Regions from separate parts of the Macaca mulatta genome. Here region 2 is linked to region 1. A link is a contact called in public Hi-C data. All regions are on one chromosome and are shown on one strand. Each heading gives the region's core, a stretch centred on a gene start, on an enhancer-like site or on the middle of the called end of the contact. The rest is flanking DNA. Distances are from core to core; before and after follow the strand shown. Region 1 holds the start of ENTPD6 (ectonucleoside triphosphate diphosphohydrolase 6). Region 2 holds the start of APMAP (adipocyte plasma membrane associated protein).

Region 1 (7,115 bases), core at 2,935-5,434:
TTATTCACAACAGACAAGACAGAAATAATCCAAACATCCATTGACAGATGGATACACAAAATTCAATTTAGAACTGAATGGAATTTTGAATGAAATATTATTCAGTTTTAAAAAGGAAGGAAATTCTGACACATGCTACAACATGGATGAGCCTTAAAGGCATTTGACTAAGTGAAATAAGCCAGTCACAAAAAGACAAATATTGTAGGATTCCACTTACATGAGTTACCTAGAGCTGTCAAATCATACAGACAGAGGGTAGAAGAGCAGGTGCTGAGGGCAGGGGGGTGAGGAGGACTTATTGGGTAAAGAGTTCCAGTTGGGGAACATGAAAAGGTTCTGGAGATGGATGGTGATGGTGGTTGTGAATGCACTTAATGCCACAGAACTGTACGTTTAAAAAGGGTTACGTTGGTAACTTTTGTGTTATGCCTATTTTATCGCAATGTTTAAAATCCTTCAATGGCTAGGCCAGGCAGGTAACAGAAGTAAGTTCTGTTGGTATAGGACTTAAGGAACTCTGTGGGGTGAGGGATGGGGATAAAGAGAGCAGGGCCCACCCACTGTGTCAAATACAAAACGTTTTACAGTTCTGATCACACTCACGCCCTACTCTCTCAACGAAGGAGACAGATCATGCCTTACTAAGATTCTTCCTGCTGAAATGTGCTGGCGGAGCTCCTCCCTTGGGCTCCTGGCTGCTCTGCCATTTCCATAGCACATGACATGTACAGTTCTTCTTCCAGGCCCCTCTCAATCTGGTTAGACTCCAGGAGTAGGGACCAGCCCCCATCCCAGAACCTCCAACACCCAACACAAAACCAGAGCCCAGCAGCTGCTCAGCCAGCACTTGTTGAAGGGGGTCCACTGATGGCTCAGCAGTGTACTGAGGGGGAGAATGGGCAGTAGGAGGAAGATGCAGGCATCACAGATGCCACAGGACTGGGTGATGGCCATGAGCTGAAACAGGTCATCTGGGAAGGGACCGTTTGGCAGGAGGCAGCAGTGATCAGGTTTTCAACATGCTGAGTTTGATATGCCAGTGGGACATCAGTGGGAAACAGGACAGGCCTTATGAGAGGTGACAGGTTTGGGGTTGGTCCAGAAATAGGATGGACTCTATGAGAGGTGACAGGCTTGGGGCTGGGAATGATGCACATTAAGGCAACGTTAGCTGAGATTGGGAGAAGAGACATGGCACTAGGAATGTCCATTCCAAGGTAGCGCCTCTCATACCACAACAGTCTCCCTTCCTTAGTGGACTATAACCCAAAGTTTCAGGTTTCTAAGTAATCATCAAATGTTTAATTAAATTACAGTATTTATAGAGAAAGTTCTGAAACAGTCCAGGGATGAATAGTGGGGACAAAAAGCAATAGTAACACCCTACAACTGTGAATATGTTTAATAAAATCCTTTTCATGTAATCAAGTTTTTTTTTTTTTCTTTTTTGAGACAGAGTCTCACTCTCTCACCTAGGCTGGAGTGAAGTGGCACAATCTTGGCTTACCGCAACCTCCGCCTCCCAGGTTCAAGCAATTCTCCTGCCTCAGCCTCCCAAGTATCTGGGATTACAGGCACACGTCACCACACCTGGCTAATTTTTGTATTTTTAGTACAGACGGTGTTTCACCATGTTGGCCAGGCTGCTCTCAAACTCCTGACCTCAAATGATCTGCCCACCTCGGCCTCCCAAAGTGCTGGAATTACAGGTGTGAGACACCGCACCTGGCCCATAATCAAGTCTTATCATGTCCTTTGTTAGTCTAAGAACCATATTCTACATGATCAGATTCACAGGTGGTATATTAAATCTAGAGGCAAAGTTGCTAGTTATTTATTGTCTACCCATTTAAAATAACCCTTTATGTGCCATGTCCCGTGTCCAGTGCCCCACAAAGCCCACCTCACAGCCCTGGGTTTCCCTAAGACAGCACCAAGGCCCTGGGAATGTGTGTAAACGGACCTGTCTGAGATTGCAGTCAGTGTGTGGTGGAGCACACAAGAGTCCCCAGCTTCAGTCCCCAAATTGAACGTGCTTTATCACTTCACCTTCCCTGTAAGTACAAGACTACTTTAGATATCCAAAAAACACTCACATACATAGACATACCTTACATAGACATAATTACTGAAGTTACACACCAAGTTCAGGAAGACAAAAACAAGAGTCCAATTAGAACACAGTACTGAGAGAGCACAGAACCAGGAACAGCCTTGCTCATGCACAGGGGTGGGAAGAAGAGTTCTTACAATCATGTTCACCATACCCTCTCCCCAAGGAACAGGTCACCTCCATATCCCTGTGGCCCAGATCTTAACACCAATGTCATTCCACTAGATTAAAGTGTTGCCCATGGCTGAGACACCTGCAGGAGGGGCAATGGGGTTTCTGTGGGAACCACTAACACCACAGCGTGAATTTGTTGATCACGTTCTCCCTGACAGACTCACTGAGGAAAACAATGTCATCTCAGTCTGTTCTTTAAAGGAGAGAGAGGGTGGGATGAGGCTGTAAGGAAGGTAGCAGGTGGGGACCAAGGGGAGGCAGGGATAGGAAGTAGGGTGCACACAGGCAAACAGAGAGGTGTGGCTCCTGCCGAGGCCACCCTCCAGGCAGGAGTCAGAGAGGAGAATCTGAGGGTGGAGCAGTGTTGTCGAGGGTGGAGCAGTGTTGTCGGTGGTAGGAGCTGCCCTGTCCCCTGGTTGGCTTTCTAGGAGATGGGGATGGCAAGCCACCTCTTGGAAATACAGGCGCCATCTGATGTGGATTGATGGCTGCCTAATCTGTTGGCCAGTTTCTTCAGGTTTTCAGTTCCTGTACACGGAAGGGCCATGAATGCAAATGCCTGCCATGCACGCTGTATCCAAAAATAAAGCACATTAGAAACTTCCACTCATCCTCCTGGGAGGTTTCAATAGGTTTTTCTCTCCTTGGCAAAAACCGGTGCATGAAAGGCCCGTCAACACCACCTGCTGTTTCCTTTACACAGGAGGCGGTGGGAGGGGAGGCGCTTCCAGATCTCCTGACACAAAGGGCTGCCCATCTCCCTGGTCCTTTACCCGAAGCTTCAGGAGGCAGACACACACGCTAGCCAGTCACTCTCTCCAGGCCAAGGGGAGGGAGACAAAAAGCAATTTCGAGATTGGTACCGTGCTTGCCAGGTCCTTCAAAAATGACTACCCGCCGCCCATGGCTGTTGCACAGCGGGTGGGAGGAAGAGTCCTTGTAATCCACCTCTCCCCAGGAAGATTCCCCCCCGCAGGCTATGGCTGAATTCCCCGCATCCTGTGTGACGTGGGTGTGTGGCTTCGCGCAGGTAAGATTGGAATACAGGTGCCTGGAGGGACACCCAGAGCTGCCCAGGCACTTCCCGGTGGCTGGTTCCTTTGCACTTATAATAAAAACACCCTCCCATCTCTCCTTCCTCTTCCACGCTCTCCTGGCTGTTGAATGTTTTCCACTGAAGGAGTCTAGTCTGTCCACATCAGGGGCTCTCCCTCCCTCGGTCCGGGCATCCGCGGCTCACAGGTCAGCTCGGGCAGAACCGCCCTGACCACCTATGAGCTCCTCGGGACATCACCCCAATGCCGGGGTGAATCGTCCTTACACCCTCAGTCCTGTCCGAGCGGCCTGATCCTACCTGTTTCCCAGAAACTGCTACGCGAGGCTTCCCCGCCGGGCTCATCCAGGAGCGGAGGGGCCTGTTCCTGACGCAGACTGGGGGCGGGTCCGCAAAAGCTGGTTGAATGAATGAACGCAGCAGGGCTGGGGCCCCCTGGGGCTAGAGGCCCCTGCTATTTGGCCCGCCCTGTGGCCCAAAACACTGGACTTGCCCCCCACCGGTCAGCGGAGCCCAGACGTCCAGGGAGCCCTAATGAAGCCTGGACAGGAAGGCAGTAGGAGGTGGGAGCCGGGGTGCGAGTGACCCCGAGGCCGTCCTCCGGAGCGCAGCGCGCCCGCGTGGGGAGGCCCGCCTGCAGTCGGTGATCCCCGGCCGCCCCCGCCAGCGCCCCGGCCCGCCGCTTACCCTGCACCGCGCGCTCGGTCACACCCACGGAGACGAGTGCCCTTTTCCGGGGAGCAGGCGGCAGCCGGTCTTTCGGGCTCTCCAGCCCCGGCCGGCGCCACCCCAACCTCCACCAGCGGGATACGACCTCACGGTTCCCTAGGACCTGGGCTCCGCCCACATACACGTGGCGTCACAGGCTGGGCGGGGCGGGGCGGGCGCACCCAGCCGCGCAGGCGCAAGCGGGACAGGAGGCGGGAGTCACAGGGTCCCTGTTGCGCAGGCCCGGGCTGCGTTGTGGGGGAGGGGCCAGTTGCCCAGGCGCGGGCCGGGGGAACCCAGTTGCGCAGGCGCGGGCCGGGTCGGGGACCCAGCTGCGCAAGCGCGGCGGCCGAATTCTAATTCCGCGGGTGGCGTTGCGGTTTTCTCCAGTCCACAACCGGGCTGGCATCGGCCCAGAGGCAGGGCTCGGCAGTCTGGTTCCCCGAGCGTCTCAGGGCGGGACCTCGCCAGATTCAAGGGGTTTCCTTGGCCGGTTTCCTCACGGCGCGGCAGAGCTGACCCTCGTCGTGCCTGGCAGGGGGCAGCCTCACAGCCTGGACCGGCCTGTGCAATTTCCCCCATCCCTCCACGTCTACATTTTATTTTTTTCTTTTTCTTTTTTTAGGACAATGCATGATGGAAATGCAGCCACATCAGAGCAGGCAGGTTCATGAAATCCACTCCCCCCCTCCCACCCCCCATTTCTTGACCCCATTTTCTTTCTTTTTTTTTTTTTTTAGCAGGGTCTCACCCAGGCTGGAGTGCAGTGGCACGATCTCGGCTCACTGCAACCTCCACCTCCCGGGTTCAAGCGATTCTGTTGCCTCAACTGGGATTACAGGCGTGCGCCACCACGCCCGGCTAATTTTTGTATCTTTAGTAGAGACGAGGTTTCACCCTGTTGGCCAGGCTGGTCTTGAACTCCTGACCTAAAGTGATCCTCCTGCCTCGGCCTCCCAAAGTGCTGGGTCTGCAGGCATGAGCCACCGCACCCGGCCTTTGACCCCATTTTCTAATGTCTTCCTAGAAATCACCAAGGTTGCAACTCCTGACTGTCCTGGCTCGCAGGCCCCGGCTTACTTAGGGGCCCCAGGGTGGGGGCTGCCCACGTGCACACCTATGCTAGGCGCCCTCATTCCCGCAAGAGCCAGAGCCCCTTCCTGGCCCACAGCGTCTGGCCAAGGAGGTGTGGGTGCGCCCTAGCCAGGCCTGGCCCTAGAGGACGGCCCCACCTGCGCACTGGGGCATCTGGGAGAGATATTGGTGGAAGAAGCCCAGGTTCCTGAAGCACCAAGTGGACAAGAGTTTATTTTCAAGATGGGACGCTTTTGAGGGTGAATGAGTGCTAACTGTATGGGATGCCCAGACAGTACATAGACCAGGCCTGTCAGCCGGGCAATGCGGTCCCTGTTGGAAGGTCACCCACAAGCACCTGGTTGGACACTGCCACTGAGATTTGGTTATTACAGAGGTTAGCCTATGCGGGCCCTCACTGATGGACCTTGAAGTTTTTCCCAGTTGCTTGCAGTTAGGAATAATGCGACTGGATCCCATGGACTGTCTTTGTGCATGCATGTGGGTGTATCTGTCAGAAATATTCTTAGAGTTGGAATTGGCTGTACTGGGATATGGCCTTTAAAATAATATATTGGCTAAACATGGCTAAATTGCCCCCCTTAGACACTGTACTAATTTACACTCTGGCAAATAATGTGTAAGACCTTGGGTTTCCATATATCTTCACCAGTGCGGTCTTTCCACACTTTTGGATCTTTCCCCATCCAATAATGACCAAACTGTATCTCACAGTTTTAATTTGCACTTTTCCTAGTATTTTGAGATCCTGTTGTGAAACGGTGATGGCGCTGTTTCTGCCTGCTGCACTCACAATATGTGTTATCACTTCATTTCCTTTCACCATTTTTTACTCTTAGAGTTTCTAGAATTTGTGAAAGTAAAATCTTTTTGCTGGCATGGGCTTTTGTGTGTGTTATACACTGCTTGTAAAGGTCTTGCGCTAGATCTTCCCTTTGTAGATTCTTTCTCAATGTTTAATACTCAGCTCAAATGTTACCTCCTGAGACCATTTTATCTAGAATGCCTCCTCTAGTTATTCTCTATCACCCTTTATGTTATTTCCTTCATAGCACTCATCACACTGTAAGCACCCAACGGCTTCTTCTTGCCTGTCGCCCAGATAGAGCCAATTTTTCAAGACGGGAATTGTGATAAAGAGTTCAGTACACATAGAGCTGGCTAAATAGGAGATCAGAGGCTTCTTATTCCTCAAATCAGGCTCTCCTCAGATTCGGAGTTTAAGGAATTTTTGGGGGGCGGTTGTTTTTGAGACAGTGTCTTGCTTCATTGCTCTGGCTGGAGTGCAGTGGTGCAGTCTAGGCTCACTGCAACCTCCACCTTCTGTTCAAGTGATTCTCGTGCCTCAGCCTCACCAGTAGCTGGGATTACAAGTGCACGCCACAATGCCCAGCTAATTATTTGTGTTTTTAGTCAAGACGGGGTTTCACCATGTTGGCCAGGCTGGTCTTGAACTCCTGCTCTCAAGTGATTGCCCTCCTCGGCCTCCCAAAGTGCTAGGATTGTGCCAGTCTGGAGACTAGGGTTTTTAAAAGATAGTTGAGCAGTCAGGGGGCTAGGGAATGGTGAGTGCTGATTGGTTGGGTTAGGGATGAAATCATGAGGAGATGAAGCTTTTGTCTTGCTCTGGGTCAGTTCCTGGGTTGGGATCACAAGACCAGATGAGCCAGTTTACCAGTCTGTGCGGCTAGTCTATCACAATGCAGGGTCTGAAAAATACCTTGAACACCAATCTTATGTTTTATAATAGTAATATTATTTATTAGAGCAATTGGGGGAGTTAGGAATCTTGTGGCTTCGGGCTGCATGACTCCTAAGCCATAATTTTTTTTTTTTTTTTTTAGATGAAGTCTTGCTCTTGTCCCCCAGACTGGAGTGCAATGGTGCGATCTCAGCTCACTGCAACCTCCCCCTCCTGGGTTCAAGCAATTATCCTGCCTCAGCCTCCTGAGTAGCTGGGATTACAGG
Region 2 (7,353 bases), core at 2,197-4,696, 210 kb after region 1:
TTCCAGTCCCTGTGAGGCCTGGCTGTACTTTCTGAGTCTGAGTTCCATAAGGTATCCCCAAATCCTTCCAATGTATCCCTCCCTCATCCTCTGCCAGTTTTGGCGGATGTCTGTTTCCTGTAGCTGCATGATCTCTAAGGTGCTTTTCCTGCGGTGAACAAACTAGTCCACATTGCCTAACTTTACTGTCTCCACTGTCCCACCTGAATTAAAACCAGAGCTTCCCACCATGACAGAACAACTTCCCTTGCAACCCTTTTCCGAGTTGGCAGTGTCTTCTGTGCTCTCTTGGACTTATGGGCAAGAAGGGGATCAGCTACTTCCCACCCTGCTTTGCCCTTTTCAGACTATTCTTTCTTTGTTAAAAAATTTATTTTTATTTTCTGTTTTCGTGGGTACATAACAGGTGTATATATTTGTGGCTATTCTTTCTTGATCACTCAGTAACCCTGATGTCCATCCCGGATCATCGCCCCCTTGTTTAACAATCCCTGGGCACCACATTCTTCCCTCTTAGCCTGTTTCTTGTTCTTCTCTATCACCCTAATCCCCCAATTATAATCTTATTAATCTAAATCCTGGTGCAAATCCCCTTCCTCCAAGAAGCCATCTCTGGTCAGTCCCATCTAATGGCACTTGTTCCTCCTCGCAGCCCAAGGCATGCGGTGGCTCTTCTGCAGCAGTGCTTTATAGTGGTCTTCGTTACACTTCCTCTCTCCCCTCCTAGATGATAACGCCTGTGCAGGCCGGCTCACTGTATTTCACCCTTGTTTTGTCACCACACTTGGCACCTGGCAGCCTTTCAGGAGATCTCTGTGGAAGGAGTTGAAACAGTATGGGACTGGGAAAAAGCACTGGACTAGAAGTAGGATTTGCTTCTTGTTTGAACTGCCAGGCACACTGTGGGCTCCCTGCCAGCATCATGCGCTTCTTCTTCCATGCGGGCAGAGCCTGCTTTTGTTGAGATAAATGCCCTCCACGTGGGCCAGTGTTCCAATGGAAGTGAGCCTCATCCCCAATGCCAGGGTTGGGTGTGGGTTCTGGTTGGTCTAACCCAGTGCTTCTCAACCAAGGGCTGTTTTGTCCTCCAGGGGGTATCAGTCAATGTCTGGCAACATCTTTTATCATCACGACTAGGTGGGATATTACTGCCATCTAGTGGGGGGAGCCCAGGGATGCTGCTGAAACACCAGCGCAGAGGAGAGGCCGCCCTCCACCTCCTAACAAAGAATTATCTAGCCCAAAATATCAGTGGCGCTGAGAAACCTGATTAAATTAATCATGGTGGTCCCACTCCAATAACTGGCTTCAGTACGATGAGAAAGTCGGTCTGGTTGGCAGCTGGGTTGGAAGGTGGGGTGGGAGAACTGAGAACTGAAACAAATACAACAATCAAAGCAGGCTTCACCATCACTTGAAAACAGAAAAACTGTACTGAACCTGTGCTATGCAGCACAAATGATCTAGCTCAGACCACTGTAACACCAACTACCTACGTGCTTCATGATATGCCCATGAGCTGACCTCCTGGTAACTCCGAATGGACTTACATATCCCAGAGATAAGGTCGCTGGTTCCTCCAGTGACTCCCCTTGTTAACGGATTCTGACCAATCCCCAGCAAGACTATCTATGGACTAACTCCAGCCCCTAAACCCCACAAGGACTCTCCCATGACTCCCCCATTTTGAGGAGCCTCACAGGTCCTCTGGTGCATTTCTTTGCTGCAGCAAGTTCAGTAAACCCAACCTACTGCCATTATTTTTCTTATGAATGTGTCCCTGGGTGTTTGCAGTGCATGGGCTGTAACACTGGGCATGGAACACAAATAGCTCCAATGCAATGGGTTCAAATGTTACGGCTGGAGCGTGTTTAAAGTGCCTTGAAGACAAAGAGGAAGATGTTCTGCTTGGGAAACCGGGAGAAGAATTTTCAGCAAGGATACTTGAAGTGGGTCCTGAATGATAAAAATAATTGGCCAAGTGGAAGTGAAGAAGAGTGTATCACAGCAAGAAGGAACCTCAAGGACAAAGACAGCCAGGCATGAGATTAGACATGGTAAGTCATCCTGAGTGTCTGAAATGGGGGTTGCAGAGCAAGAGGGACAGTCCAGACAGGCAAGAAGGTGTCAGACCATACAGCACTTTGTTAACACTATCCCTGATTTAATGGCTGTACTGGCTATTCTCAATGACACAGAATGAAGTAAAATGTTGCCGAGACTTGAATTATTACCTGGGATCTCTGGAGAACTGGATTTGCACAGCTCTCCACTTCCCTCAGGCTGGTTCTTCAGCTCTTTGAATGAATAAATAAAAAACATTCACATGGAATTCTAGTGCCATCTAGCACTTAAAAAGGTAATGGCATGTTTCTATCAGGAATGCCTCCAAGAGGAAATTATTTCTGTTAGTAACACTGCATTTTGAACGTGGCTTTTCCAGACATGATTCCTCGTGCCACTGGTAACAGGCTTTGATTTCTTCTGCCTGGAAATCCTCCCTGTCACTTCCTCCAGATTCGATTTCTCTTTCAATCCCTTTGCCTGTCAAAGGCTCTCACAAGATCCAATTCTTCCCCTTTCAAGCAATTATTACGTTTGATAATTTTACATGTCTATTTTATGACGATGGTCTGATTGAAGTCATCTTTCCCACTAGCTTAATTTCCATAAGCTTAATTGCCTTGTCTGTGATTTGCCCACCATCATCTCCCAGCACCTGGGAACATTTCTGGTTCACTGCAATACTGTTGAAAGAACGATGCCACTCTATGCTTTCTTAAACTTTGTTAGTGATAATTTCTACTTCTACCTGGCCTTTGCTTAAGGGTAACCCTTAATACACTTTATCAAAACTTAATAAACTTTATCAAATGTCTGTTGTAACGGTCACAAAAAGATTTAATACTCAACATCTGGCCTTAACCAGAGGGAAACATTTTCTAGCCCGTTTTCCCCTTAACCGGATGAGTCGGGGAAGGACGTAATTTTCAGGCAGAGGTGACTTCGTTCCAAGGGTGTGAATGCATTATTTTTGACGCTGCCCGTAAGAGCAGGGTCGCTGACATTTCATAAACAGCGCCATCCTCTCTAACGATAAAAGTGGCCAACATCTCGGGCCAGCAATTCCCAAGTGCGTCATGAGCATTCCCGTCCTCAGAAACGTAAGACGAAGGCGGCATGCGCAGGGACTGAGCTAGGCGAGCCCAAGGTGGAACCACTCGTGTTCTGGGCTCCGGAGTCCGAGACGGGCGGGGACCTCAGGAGCTCCCGGTGCTCGCTTTGAGCGGTTTCCGAGCGCCGCTCCCGGGCGCTCAAAATTCGCCTCCGAGCGCCGAAGAGCGACGCGCTGAAGACCGCCCGCCCATGAGGCCGGAAGGGGCGGGACAACGCTGCGGATTGGTCCCTGGGCTCAACGTCATTTCCGCGCGCCAGGGAGGGCGGGCCTGCAGCGTGAGCCGTTGCTGCTCACTGCGGGGTGGTGGTTGCTGGGCAGGCTGGCGCTCTTACCATGAGCGAGGCGGACGGGCTGCGACAGCGCCGGCCTCTGCGGCCGCAGGTCGTCACGGACGATGATGGCCAGGCCCCGGAGGCTAAGGACGGCAGGTAGGCCGGACTCGCAGACCGGGCGCTGAAGCCGGGCCGCGAGGAGTAGAGGGTGATCCTCCTGGACAGCGGCGACGGCAGTAACAGTAACCTGGGGATGTGGTGCAGAGCGCCTTGTCCGAGCCCTCTCGTTTCATCCCCAAGAAAAACTCATTTTTCCGAGGAGGAAGCAGACTCCGACAAGGCGGATGTACCTGCCAGGTCTTTGAGGTTCGGGTGCACCCAGCGCCCAGTCGCGGCGTTATCCTCGGCTCTCCGGGACCCTAGACCGTCTCGCGCTGCTCCTGCGCCTTCCCTCCCCTCACTCCTGCCCCACCCTGCAGCGCGGTTGCTTCCTCGCCTTTCCCTCGCTCCCCTCGCGCTGTCATTCCTTTGGCTCATCTGATCCCCCTGGGGCACAGCTACCTGGCCAGTGTCTTGCGTCCTCCTGGTCCCCCGCTCGCACTTTCTCGAAGGGAGGAGGTCCCACGAGATGCTGGGGTCCTGCCTCGTTATCCGGCGAAGAGATGGCTTCTACACTTGCTCTTCTGCACCTGCCCCCTTCACGCTGTGTGACCAGTCCTCACCGCGGTTCTTGGAAAGAGTGGAGAACAGAAGTGACATTGTAGGCAATTTTTGTGAGAATTCAGCCTTGCAGTTTTTCCCGATAGGGATGGAGAAACATAGGAAACTGTAGTTGTTGACACCTCAGAAATACCAGGTTTTGTCCTTTAGCCTCCTCTGCCATCTTCTAGAATATAAGAATGCTATGTTTTGTTAGCTAAAAACTGAATCATGATCCGCAAATATAGATTTCAATGTAAGATACTTGAAATTCGCTTTTCAATTATGTGTCCTGAATTTCATAACTTTTAAGTTTCAGGGAGAATCAAGAGGCCCCACAGACCAAGCTTGAAGCTGTGGAACAGATTGACTTATATTTGATAGAAGTACTGGAAATATTTGTTCAGTAATGTGCCGAGAGGTGGTGGGGTACATATGAATGAGAGGCAGTTTTTGCCCCTGTAGACTGAGTTTATTGACTGATGATGAGAGGAACACATTTAAAGGAGAACGATGGCAGGGAGGAGCATTTAGGCTCTAGAGAAGCAATTTAGAGAGAAGACTTTGCGGTGATAGTTGACCTTGGGCCAGTGAAAAGATCGGGAAGATGCTCCCATATATCCTGACCAACCATCCTGGGTTGCCCTGGACTGGGGTTTCCAAGGATGTAGAACTTTAAGTGCTAAACCTGGGCAAACTGGGACAATTTGGTCACCCTACTTACTGTGAATTAATCATCTGTTGATGGTTGAGGAGCCATTTAGAATGGACATGCAAGAATTGGCAACACTTTCCTACGGAAATCTTGAAGACAAGCCATTTGTACCTGAGAAATGAAAGAGCAGTGGCCTGAGTTTGTCATTAGGTGCAGTGCGTTGAAAACCAGGGCATACAGCCCCTGAGAGCACTGGTTAGGTGGTCCCAACTCTCAAGTCTGCTGGCTCACACCTCTGGCCCCAGGGCAGAGCAGTAGACTTAATTGTTTTTTTCAGGTTCTCTGTGGGGATTTCTTTCATAATGACTAAGTAAATCTGATTCTAAAGTCATCTTTTACTGCTTGATCTTTTCCAGTGTGCCTTTTACATTTATGTTATTTCCTTGACTTCCCTGTCCATGAACATTGTTCCTGTTTCCCTGTGTTTGTCCTTGTTTGTTTATCCCTTTTCTGTATATTTGTAATGATCTCTTTCAAAGTGAGGTCTTGTCACCACCCTTCCTTTCTGCGGTTATTATTGTAATATGTAGCTGTTTTTCTTATTTTTCTTCTGCAGCTCTCCTATATTTTTCATTTCTTTTGTGGTCATTTCTAGTAGTTCATGTAATAGTATTCTTGATTACCTTAAAACTCAAGGGTTCAACATAAGCCAGGGAAGCCTGTGTATAGTGGGTGAAGTAAAGGAATCTAAATTCAGAAATAAAAATACGAAACTGTTAGAATAAACTTTAGCACTTTAGATGTGCTAAATAGAATAAAGGAAGCTTTGAAAGACATGTTACTAAACTGACAGAACTAAGACATAGATTTTAGCAGTGGTAGGGACCCCTAGCAATATGTTGGCTGGTCTCCCAACTCTTGGCGTGAAAAGTGGTGTTTGCTTTGTTTTGCCGATGAGATCATTGAGGTCTGTGTGTGCGAGTTAATTTATATGAAATTACAGAGAATAGAGTCAAAAGAGAAATGAATGAAGAAGGATAGAACCGGCAGCTGGACAATGATTGAGAAGTGTATTTTTTAAATTATGCTTTGGAAATAAGATTTTATGCCAAAGCTCTTGAATTACTGTGTTTAAGATATAATGGAGAATTTGATTGGTAAATTCTTTTATTCAGTGTGGAACATAGATGAGCTAAGCACTTTAACATACCAGTGCAAGCTTATAATTATTATTTGACATTGATTTCCCAAAATGCTTTAGAAACTTAATTGTATTCTGTGGAACTGTTCCTTTCTCTTTGGAACACAGTTCTATCTAGGAAGAGAACTGTTTAATGTCCGTATATGACTGTTTAGGGATGCAGAATAAATACATTGAGGATTTAATATATTTCAGTACACTAAATTCCATATAATTCTGCTTTTACAATAAACTGAAGGATTTTAGTCTAATTAAAAGTCTCTGCTAGGTCCATTTTCCTTTTTCCTCTTGAAGACTGAAGAGTAAGGGAGGAAGTATGGAGAAACAGATGGGGCATTCAGGAGTTCATGAGGAGTCAGGCAGCTGGAGTGTTTGTCTCAGCTTTGCCCCAGGTGTGTATTTTCAGATAGCTTTTTAAACTTGTTTCTTGATTTCTTAATTTTTTTTCAAGGATAAAGTGATGAATCTAGGAGCCCCCGTTTAAAGGATTGTGAAAAATGAACAAATTCAAGATGCTGTCACTAAAAAAGATGAGTTGATGCTGTTTGGCTTTCTCAGGCTTCAGGAATCACCTTGACACTTGAGATTGCTGGTATCTCATGGATTTGGGGCTATCAGGTTTTCCACAACAATCACAGGTAAATTTTGATCTCTTGGAGTCTGCTTGTTGGACTTCAGTTCAGGACCCAAGGCCCTGATGTCCTGTGTGCAGAGTTAGAGCATACCTTTCAAAATCAAATTGGCTGGTGAATCTACAGAAGATTGTGTAAATCGCGGCCCAGCCAACAGCAGTTGTCAAATCCTGTTGCATCACTGTCGTTGTGCTCTTGCCTTTAGAGAGTGTAGGCAATTTCAGGGTGCAGATGTCCTCATGGAGATGGGCATCCCTCCAGGCTCTTCCGAGAGATCGGGGCAAACAAACTGATTTCTCAGACTGCACCTGGGAAATAAGTTGCCAGCGTTCCTGGATGTGTCAGCACAGGTTGGGAACCTGCAGTGCTTTGTCAGTGAAAATGGATAGGGATCGATACAGTGTCCTTTATTTAAGTTAAAAAAAGAGTAAGAGGGAGGCAGACACCAAGAAAAGACAGAAGAATTGTAGTTAACTGTGAGTTTAGAGGAAGCAACACTGACGAGGGCCTGCCAAAAAGTTAACGAACCTTGGGCTAAAATAAGTGTGGCACCCAGAGCAGGGGTCCAGGAGCTGGGCTTACCTCGTTTATATAACAAGCTAACTCCATTTCAAGTGCTCAGGAAGCACACATGGCTAGTAGCTATTGTATTTCCATCATTGCAGAAAGTTCTATTGGACAGTGCTGCTCAAGGAGTTTTGTTTAAATTTAAGCTA

What was found. Hi-C and Micro-C count contacts between places; a contact is called where the count stands out from the background.
Region 2: a Hi-C map of cortical neurons shows a contact between it and region 1, with 2.5 times the contacts expected there. The contact joins the promoter of APMAP here to the promoter of ENTPD6 in region 1. A contact is called at or near these places in 4 of 14 Hi-C or Micro-C datasets (cortical neurons, fetal cortex germinal zone, fibroblasts and 1 more).

Annotation. Positions count from the first base shown.
Region 1 is chr10:58,950,850-58,957,964 of T2T-MMU8v2.0, forward strand. ENTPD6 (ectonucleoside triphosphate diphosphohydrolase 6) reads right to left here and starts at 4,185. Exons shown (of 16, transcript XM_077951089.1): 1 at 4,032-4,185; 2 at 3,645-3,742; 3 at 1,967-2,057.
Region 2 is chr10:59,161,631-59,168,983 of T2T-MMU8v2.0, forward strand. APMAP (adipocyte plasma membrane associated protein) reads left to right here and starts at 3,447. Exons shown (of 9, transcript NM_001266050.1): 1 at 3,447-3,606. The coding sequence starts at 3,512.